3 separate regions of the Mus musculus genome follow, and all the other regions are linked to region 3. A link is a contact called in public HiChIP or PLAC-seq data. All regions are on one chromosome and are shown on one strand. The core of a region is the stretch at or near the end of the contact, and the rest is flanking DNA. Distances in the headings are between cores, read along the strand shown. Region 1 overlaps Gm29796 (a long non-coding RNA gene). Region 2 overlaps Efl1 (elongation factor like GTPase 1). Region 3 holds the start of Tlnrd1 (talin rod domain containing 1).

Region 1 (2,700 bases), core at 87-2,586, 1.1 Mb after region 3:
CTCTGTATGTGTGGTATGTCTCTGTGTGTATGTCTCCGTGTCCCTGTCACTTCTCTGTGCCTCTGTGTATCTATGCCTATGTGCCTGTGCATGCATATGTAGCTTTCACATGTTAAAACAAAAGAAAACAAAAATGAAGAACAATGTCTTGGAGGGAAAATTTGCAGTGGATAAGGAAGACCAAGAAGTGATGTCTTACACATACAGCCCTCATAAAAGCAGTCCTGAAAAGCACTAAGGCACTGGGAATTAATTAAGAGGCAAGTGATGGTCCGAAAACTCACCACAGTGAGTGAAAACACAATTAGTACACAACACAGCCAAACGTTCAGCTCATTGGGAACGAATAGCAACTAAAGCTCAGGGAGAGGAGTACAACCAGAGGTAAAGTAAGGTCTCTGTTAAGGAGAGGCTGCTGTGTGGAGGAGAGCTGGGGGTGGGGAAGGGGCTGTCCTGGTGTTCCAGCACTGTCTGTGAGATTAGATTCCTGCACCCTTAGCCTAGCAAAGCTACCTGCGCTTTGCCACCACCTTGTGCTGGGCCCTTTCCACTGGAGATCTTGGAAGGGATGTGTACTGATGTGAGATAAATAATCAAGACCTTCCCACCTGCCAGTCCTGCTTTCTGGGAAGCTCACCTTAGCCCTGGGGGCCACTTATATGCAATGAAGAAGAAGCACTTAGAGGCCTCTAAACGGCCTCTGCAATCCAGGACATTCTACATTGATCATTAGTCCAATGGTAAAAAGCTGAAAAGACCTCCCCGTACCCTCCATCTGTGAGCTTCCACGTTTCATTTATCAGATTCCATGGGTCTTTCAGAAAACATCCATCTTTCTCCTAAAATGTTTTTCCTTTCAGTAACGTATTTATAATAATATTAAAACATAAGTCTATGCTAAATATCTGTGAGATTCAGCATTGACCCTACAGGTCCCAGCAAGGAGGCTCATGAACATAACTTTACCATTATAAATACGTTGAGAAATCATTCCTAACTCTTCACTGCTGGGCTACGGGAAAGTAAGTACTCAGCTCAGCAGGAAGGGCCAAGGTGAGCTAAGGCTAGCTCACAAACTGATCGGATGCCTAGGAGCAGACACACCCTTCCTTTACCATTCAGCCCCAGGTCTGTGACAGCTCTGTCTCCTTACCACACTTCCCAGAGAGCAGGCCAGGTATCTGTCTTTCCCCTTTGGTTTCTGTCCTTTTGGAAACCTGGCTTCTGCTCTGGTCTGAGAGGTTGTCTCCTAACATCGTATGCACATGCAGGAGCAATCAGGACTCCCAACTGCTCTATTTGTGAACTGCAGGCTGTGTTAGTGTGGCCATGTGACACAGGGGCCCCAAGTCTGTAGTGGATATGACAACCAGGAGCAACTGCACACACTTCCTTCCTGCACCCCAAATATGTGCTTCTTCCTTTATGTCGCACTGCAGATCTTTGTTGAAAAACAAAAAGAAGACAGCACGGGTCAGCAGGCCTGGGTGTTCATGTACACAGTCCGTATAGGAGAGGCTGCTGTCTGGGTGGTCCTTGTTCTCACTCGAAAGCCTTGGTCTTCCTTCCCTGCCTCCTTACGGCTAAACTAGAAACCTCAGTCATGAGGTGTAAACTCACAAAAACAGAGATGAGACATCGGCTCTTCTAACTGGGGAACACCCACGTGTCCACTCTACATCAGTACTGCCGTACACTAGAAGGTGCTGGTCACCTCCTAGAATTTCTCTGCCCCTGCATTACTTTTTTCTTCACTTCCTTTCTTCCTTCCTTTCCTGTTTTTCAAGTGCTGTGATAAAACACTGCCCCAAAACAACATGGGACAAAAAGTGTTTAATTTCCACTTATAATTCCCAGGTCACACTTTGTCAGTGAAGGAAGTCAGGGCACAAACTTAAGGCAGGAATCTGGAGGCAGGAACCAAAGCAGGGGCCATGGAGGAGTGGTGCTTACTGGGTAGCTCTCCAGACTCCTGTTCAGCTTCGTGTCTTATACCTCCCTGCTCAGAGGTGGTACCACTCACTTAGAGCTGGGCCTCTCACATCAACCATTCATCAAGAAAATGCACTGACGCCCCAGGCATGCCTACAGGCCAATCTGATGGAGGCATTTTCTCAACTGGAGCTTCCTCTTCCTGGTGGCTCCCATTTGTATCCAGTGGAAACACTAACCAGGACATCTTTCTTTCTTTCCTTTTAATTCTCTTCCTGTGAATGAAAGAATGGAGCCTCAGAGTCCTCACTGCCTTAGTGCGCCCATGCTAACCATCCCAGCTGATGGACCCTCCATACATTCATGCAATATGCTGACCACAGGAGGCTGCTCTGAATCCATCCTTCCCAGGACCTGAACGGTACTCACGCACGGTGTCCACAGAGCTCCACCTTTGTGGGACCAGATACTCCATCATGCTCCAGTGCATTGGAACTGTGGAGAGCAATGACGTTTTGCCATTCAGCTGGGCAGGCACAGCACACAGCACGGCAAGTGGAAGAAGGAGAGGCATGCAGGTCAGACATTCGAGGAGCCCCTAAGCATCTGGAATCAAAGCCCCCAGAAGAACAGAGTAACTAGGGAGTAGACAGAAGACTGCCAGACTGACCTCCAGGCTGGCCACCCAAGGCAGTGGCTCCTGCAATGTCATTACACTTTTCTTTCCTAAAGACACACCTCGATTGTACCCACAGGTGCTTACACTGT
Region 2 (2,834 bases), core at 57-2,556, 1.2 Mb after region 3:
TGAAGGCCTCTTGGCTGCTTTCCTCCTGGGAAACAGGCTGGCGGCTTACACTTGCCACATCTGGTTCATCACCTGCCAGGCACAAAAAGATATTCAGTGCCACAAATGCTTACTTCAACCAAGTAACTGTTCCTATGTACTGAAGAAATAGTGAACATGAATATCTGGTCTGATAATAGAAACAATATTGATAAAAACAATGACAAAGTGAAAATATGAGGGACAATGTACCAAGTTAAGCAAAAATGTCAAATAGTTTCCACTAAGACCTTTTAGGAATGCTGTACCTCTTGGCTCATCTTCATGGGGACTTGTTTCAAGGGCACCTCCATCCTGGGTGGGTCCCTGGGATGTTTGCCCCTGGGCTGCTGCAAGCTTCTCTGCGTGCCTCTGTCTTGCCCGTTCCCGTCTCTGGGCCATTTCTTCTTGAGTGAGAGGCCTACAGGATATGTTATGATGTTATAATATATTATGATGATCACAGTATTTTATGATGTGGCAGCATCAAACACCTCTCATCTCTCTTTTGAAAACAAGTGCTCATATGACTGTAGAAGTGATGACCAGTACCAAGTACCCCACTGAGGCTTATCCAATTTCTCTCCAGCAAAAACTGTAGTGAAAGAAGGCTCTCCGGCCCACTACGTCCCCAATGGCTTGGAGCTTATGAACTGGTGCACAAGTGCCCATGGCCCCAAGTACCACCAAGTGCAGTTACACAAAGCCTTCCACAGAGTCAGTGTTTCTTCTGGTAGAGGCCAACAAGGAGAAGGAAGAGGATGGTTAACAGGCACCAAGGCTCAAAACACCCTGGAGAGTATGCAAACAGCCACTATGAAATGAGGTTTTCTTTTTAGTTCAAAAGTGTGTCATATTATTCCATTAGCAATAATGGAATAATGGTTTGTTTCTTTTTCCTTCATGAAAAGCGACTCTCATTTCTATCAGGACACAGAAAAGGTACTTAGAGACTGAGCATTTGGTTAGGAATCTGGGTTTGGAAGGCAGAAACCAGGCAAGGGAAGTGACCCAGGAGTCGTCTCCCTTTAAGCAGGCATTCCCATGAATACTCCCCACTCCCTGCACGTTTAACCCCAGCACTGAGTAGCAGCAGTCCTGGCCCTGGAGTTGGTAGACCGTGGCATACCCACCACTGTATTGGCTGAACATCCAGACGCTCAAGCATAAGCTTGAGCAACAGGGGCAGAGCTGCACTACACTGTCTGCCTCCCTCCACACTGTCTCTTGCCTTTGACATTACACTTTCTATTTCACTCTGTAAACCATACTGTGAAACCAGCCTCAGTCTCATCTCCCACACTGCCTTGCTTCCTTCCTCTTTCTCTTACAGCTCCAGAGGCTACAGATAGGCTACACTGTGCACATAGATAGGTACTGGGCACAGGCACGGTTGGCCTGTCTTCTAAGGAGCCACATGCTCCTGGAGCTAATGATATCCTACCTCAGACTGTTCACTGCTGTGCTCTTCAGGATCCTGCCAGCTAGATGGAAACTCGTGCTATCTATCTTCCAGACCCAGGATCTGGGCCTCTGAGCCAGACCCCGCTCACTATAGGTAGTCAAAGTGAGAGACCTCAGATCACTGGCCAGAGACTGACCATCCCTGCAGGAAATGGCTCCTCTTCATGGGAACCTCTAAACGCCTGTAAAGACAGGATGCACACTGCTTCCTTACAACGGTAAGCTACAGATGCTGTTCTGCCTTCTGCAGCAGTGTCTGATTTGTCCACTTCCTGCCTCCTTCTTTGCCATCATCAACAGCCATATCTTCCACTCCTGCTCTTCTGGCCCAAGCTACATACTTCCTCTGCAAGTTTATTTGACTCAGTCTTTTGCTAAAAGAATGCCCAAGAATAAAATCCGTGATTGGCAGTACACATGTGTAATCCCAATGCCAGGGAAATGGAAGACAGAGGAATCCCAGCCTAGCCTAATTGCCGAGCTCCAGATCAGTGAGAGATCTGTCTTTAAAACAAAAACAAGGTGGACAACATCTGAGGAATGACACAGATAAAAGCTTAACTGATAAATACACACACACACACACACACACGCTCATACTCATACACACACACAAGTATATGAAAGTATGAACTGAAACACAAATGCAGAACACAGTATTCACTGTTACTATCACTTAAGAGTCGAGGAGTCTGGAGAGAACTGCTCTCCCTAATGGGCTCATCATTGGTCTGTCCTCCGTGCTTACCACTGTACATGTAGTACAGCACAGTAACCATCACAGCAGTTAAGGGACGCACACTGTACATCACCACTTCACACACAGGAAGACAGAGACTTAGGAAGCTTAAGAAAGTTGACTCAAAGTTTAATGGATACTATATGAGCCACAATTCAAGTGTAATTTGTTGGGTCCAAACTCCACAGTCACCATCTTCCAGTCAGTAAAAATTAAAAATCACCATCTTAAGAAAAAGAAATTTAATTTTAGCTTTGGTTAAAAAAAGAAATATAATTTTATTAAATACTAAAGCCCAAGTTCATGGCATGGCACAGAATCACCATTAAGTTGATATTGGTACTGTACCCCCATAGTCTTGGAACTCAGTAGACTGCCAAGTTTGAGGCTAGGAGGTTGTTTGCTTGTTTGTTGTTTGTTTGTTGTTTGTTTTGGACAACTTAATACAAGCCAGGGTCATCTGTGAAGAGGAAATCCCAATTAAGAAAATGCCTGTAGGTGAGTCTCTGAACACCTTCTTGATTGTAACTGATAGTGCTACCTCTGGGATGGTGGTCTTGGGTTGTATAAGAAAGGCTAAAGCAAGCCAGGAGAAGCAAGCCACTAAGCAGAG
Region 3 (2,700 bases), core at 36-2,535:
ATAAATTTGAGGCCATCCAACTTATAAATAACACTTATAACTGGCTTAAAAATGTAGGACGTGGAGGTCCTACGAAGAGACAGAAGAACAAACATTTCCATTGGCTGAGCACACACTGGCAGTGCTGGGCACCAGCAGAAGACTTCAGGGCTCTTGAGAGAGTGCTTTACTGGGAGGAGGCCCAGGTGTTCCAGGAGTTTCTGGCAGACAAGGTCTGCACAAAGAAAGGGAGTGGGTGTGGCCAGTGGGTTTAGGGGACCTTCTCTTTTAGCCACTGCTGTTGTTAAGAGCCTAGGGAGTCACTTAGTCCACCTGGCCACAAAGCCCTATGGCACAGGCCTACAATCACCAACTACAGACCCTGAAGGAGGATCGCCAGAAGTTCAAAGCCTGTCTGCACAGTTAAATTAATAAATAAAAAGTACAGTAGCTCAAGGTCCTCCGTTTAATTCCTCGTTACAGGGCGGGGAGCCATCTGGGCCACCAGTTTCCCAGCCTGTAACCCAGAGATAACAGTGTTTACCTCCAGAGACTGGCTCTTTACTTAACAATGGTTGCTATTATTCCATTATATAGATGGAGTCAGGAAAGGGCGAACTGCTGATCAAGGCACATTGGAATTCTAGCCAGCTGGAACCGAGGTCACCATACACTACCTGACTACAGTAACTTGGGAGAGAAAACTTGCCCAAGGTCACACAACTCCTAAACGGCTGGGGGGGGGGGGGGTAAGACCAACCTCAGGGAGGGTCTATCACTGAGTCAAACAAGCTGTGGGGACTCAAGCGTGATCAGAGCTCCTTTTCACTGTTTCACGGAAACCCACCCACAGGAGAGGGTCCAACACAACAAAGGGCGGAGGAGGGCTTGCAAAAGTCATCGAATCTCAGAGGTGACTGGAATCCGGAGGCGGTGGGGAGATCCCGGGAGTAATGAGTGGCATCCTCCCCAAGCAAGCAAAACAGATCACCTTTTACACTAGCTCCCTCGGCAGGGAGGAAGCATCGAGTCCTGGGGCATGCTGAGAGCTTACGTAAGGCCACTAGCGGCTGCGCCCCGGTGTCCCCAGGGTATACACAGCGCCTGGGCGCGGAGCGAGGGCGGGCCTTCCCCACCACACACGCTTCCCAGCCTCTCCGGATGCAGGGACCACCGGCCCCAGGGCCGCAGCGTCGGGGCTGGGCGCGGCGTCCTCCCACGGCCCCCAGCTTCCCGGGGGAGGAGCAGCGCATCGCGCAAGCATCCGGGATCGGCGGAGGGGGCGGGAGGAAGGGCGAGAGGAGGAAGCGGGATTTAAACGAAAGGCGGTGACGCCACACAAAAGATTCCTATAGGCTCCGGGGAGGTTACGGCCGAGGTGGCGGCGGCGAGCCGGGGGCGAGGCGGACGCCAGGAGGCGAAAACTGCAACCGTGCGCGGGCAGGCGGGTGTCCCCTGGCCTGCGGTCTCCTCCCTTCCTTTCAGTTGCTCGGAGGTCGCTCGGAAGTTGCTGGTTGACAAACATGGCAGGAGTCCGGGCCCGGGTCGGCCTCCGCGACGCCGCGCTCACCTTCTGAGCCGACCACCCTGGGGCGTCGGATGCGCGGGGCCCGCGGGCTCTGCGGGGAAACACAGATGGAATCTCCACGACAGCCGGTCGCCGGCCGCAGGCCATTCAGGAGGGGAGGGCGTGCCGCCGCGGCGCCGGGCCGCGCACTCTGAACCGCCAGGCGGGAAGGCGCGGCCGCCCAGCACCCTGCGTTGCAGCCTCCCGCCCGACTGACTCCGCGCGGCCGCCACAGAGCCAGCCACGCCCTCGGCCCAGTGGCCGCCCAGCGCCCTAAGAGCCGGAGCAGGAGATGCGGCCGCGCGCCCCCGGGCGTCAGCTCCGGCCGCCGTCGCCAGCCTGTACCGTCTGGCGGGGTCGCCGCCCCTGAAGCCCACGTGCGCTGCTGAGCCGGATAGCCGCAGCGCAGCGGCTGACAGCAAAGCCTGCCGGGGCCGCCGCCCGCGCTCCTCTAGGAGCAGAGGATTTTGATTTCAAAGGAAGGAAGGAAGGAAGGACAACTCCCAGCCTCCCCGTCCCGCCCTCTCCGCTCCGGCGGCCCGGCCGGCCATGCCCAGGAAGGTGGCGACAGCCCGGCAGCGGGGACTTTTCTGGTAGGCTAGTGAAGAGGGGCGCGGACTAGGAGTCTGCCGTGCCCCGGCTCACGGTTCCCGCGAGCTACACAGCGCCCCGAAGAGCTTGCCGCGGGCTTGGGCCCGCCCTGCGACGCCCGGCCACCGGCCGCCGCCACCCGGATCTCTGTGCCCGCCGCGGTGGGTGGCATGATGGTGCGCGGAAGGCAGCGCGGCCCTGGCCAGCTGAGTCGCGGCGGCGGTGGTAGCGGGCTCCCCAGCGGCATGCCAGTGCCCCCTGGGCGCGATGGCTAGCGGCAGCGCCGGGAAGCCCACTGGCGAGGCGGCTTCTCCGGCTCCTGGGAGCGCCGTCGGCGGGGCCAGCTCGCAGCCGCGGAAGAGGCTGGTATCTATCTGTGATCACTGCAAGGGCAAGATGCAGCTGGTGGCCGACCTGCTGCTGCTGTCTAGCGAGGCGCGGCCGGTGCTCTTCGAAGGCCCCGCCTCCCCTGGCGCTGGTGCGGAGTCCTTCGAGCAGTGCCGGGACACCATCATCGCGCGCACTAAGGGGCTGTCCATCCTCACCCACGACGTGCAGAGCCA

The links. HiChIP or PLAC-seq counts read pairs in DNA pulled down with a chosen protein or histone mark.
Region 1: an H3K27ac HiChIP or PLAC-seq map of microglia shows a contact between it and region 3, with 5 times the contacts expected there. The contact joins the enhancer-like site here to the promoter of Tlnrd1 in region 3. A contact is called at or near these places in 2 of 39 promoter capture datasets (both in embryonic stem cells), 1 of 484 Hi-C or Micro-C datasets (uterus), 4 of 115 datasets of contacts at active chromatin or transcription factors (embryonic stem cells, epiblast stem cells, large pre-B cells and 1 more) and 1 of 9 other capture datasets (macrophages).
Region 2: an H3K4me3 HiChIP or PLAC-seq map of bone marrow-derived macrophages shows a contact between it and region 3, with 9 times the contacts expected there. The contact joins the enhancer-like site here to the promoter of Tlnrd1 in region 3. A contact is called at or near these places in 4 of 39 promoter capture datasets (the C10 cell line, embryonic stem cells, frontonasal cranial neural crest and 1 more), 1 of 484 Hi-C or Micro-C datasets (stem cell-derived motor neurons), 7 of 115 datasets of contacts at active chromatin or transcription factors (astrocytes, bone marrow-derived macrophages, fibro-adipogenic progenitors and 4 more) and 2 of 9 other capture datasets (adipose tissue and embryonic stem cells).

The regions. Positions count from the first base shown.
Region 1 is chr7:82,819,492-82,822,191 of GRCm38.p6, reverse strand. Gm29796 (a long non-coding RNA gene) reads right to left here. Exons shown (of 3, transcript XR_378297.3): 2 at 2,362-2,538. Among named protein-coding and RNA genes, the nearest start is that of Gm29796, 9.9 kb to the right of the region's middle. Within about 2 kb of position 1,336, at least 15 of the 459 cell types and tissues checked have an H3K27ac peak or open chromatin away from gene starts, as enhancers often do. A contact at or near this core is called in microglia, where this site is marked.
Region 2 is chr7:82,690,068-82,692,901 of GRCm38.p6, reverse strand. Efl1 (elongation factor like GTPase 1) reads right to left here. Exons shown (of 20, transcript NM_175317.3): 13 at 288-439; 14 at 1-72. Among named protein-coding and RNA genes, the nearest start is that of Efl1, 43 kb to the right of the region's middle. Within about 2 kb of position 1,306, at least 95 of the 459 cell types and tissues checked have an H3K27ac peak or open chromatin away from gene starts, as enhancers often do. A contact at or near this core is called in bone marrow-derived macrophages and pro-B cells, where this site is marked.
Region 3 is chr7:83,882,926-83,885,625 of GRCm38.p6, reverse strand. It overlaps Tlnrd1 (talin rod domain containing 1), which reads left to right and starts at 1,285. Exons shown (of 1, transcript NM_030705.4): 1 at 1,285-2,700. The coding sequence starts at 2,405. It also overlaps a transcript of Mesd not described here.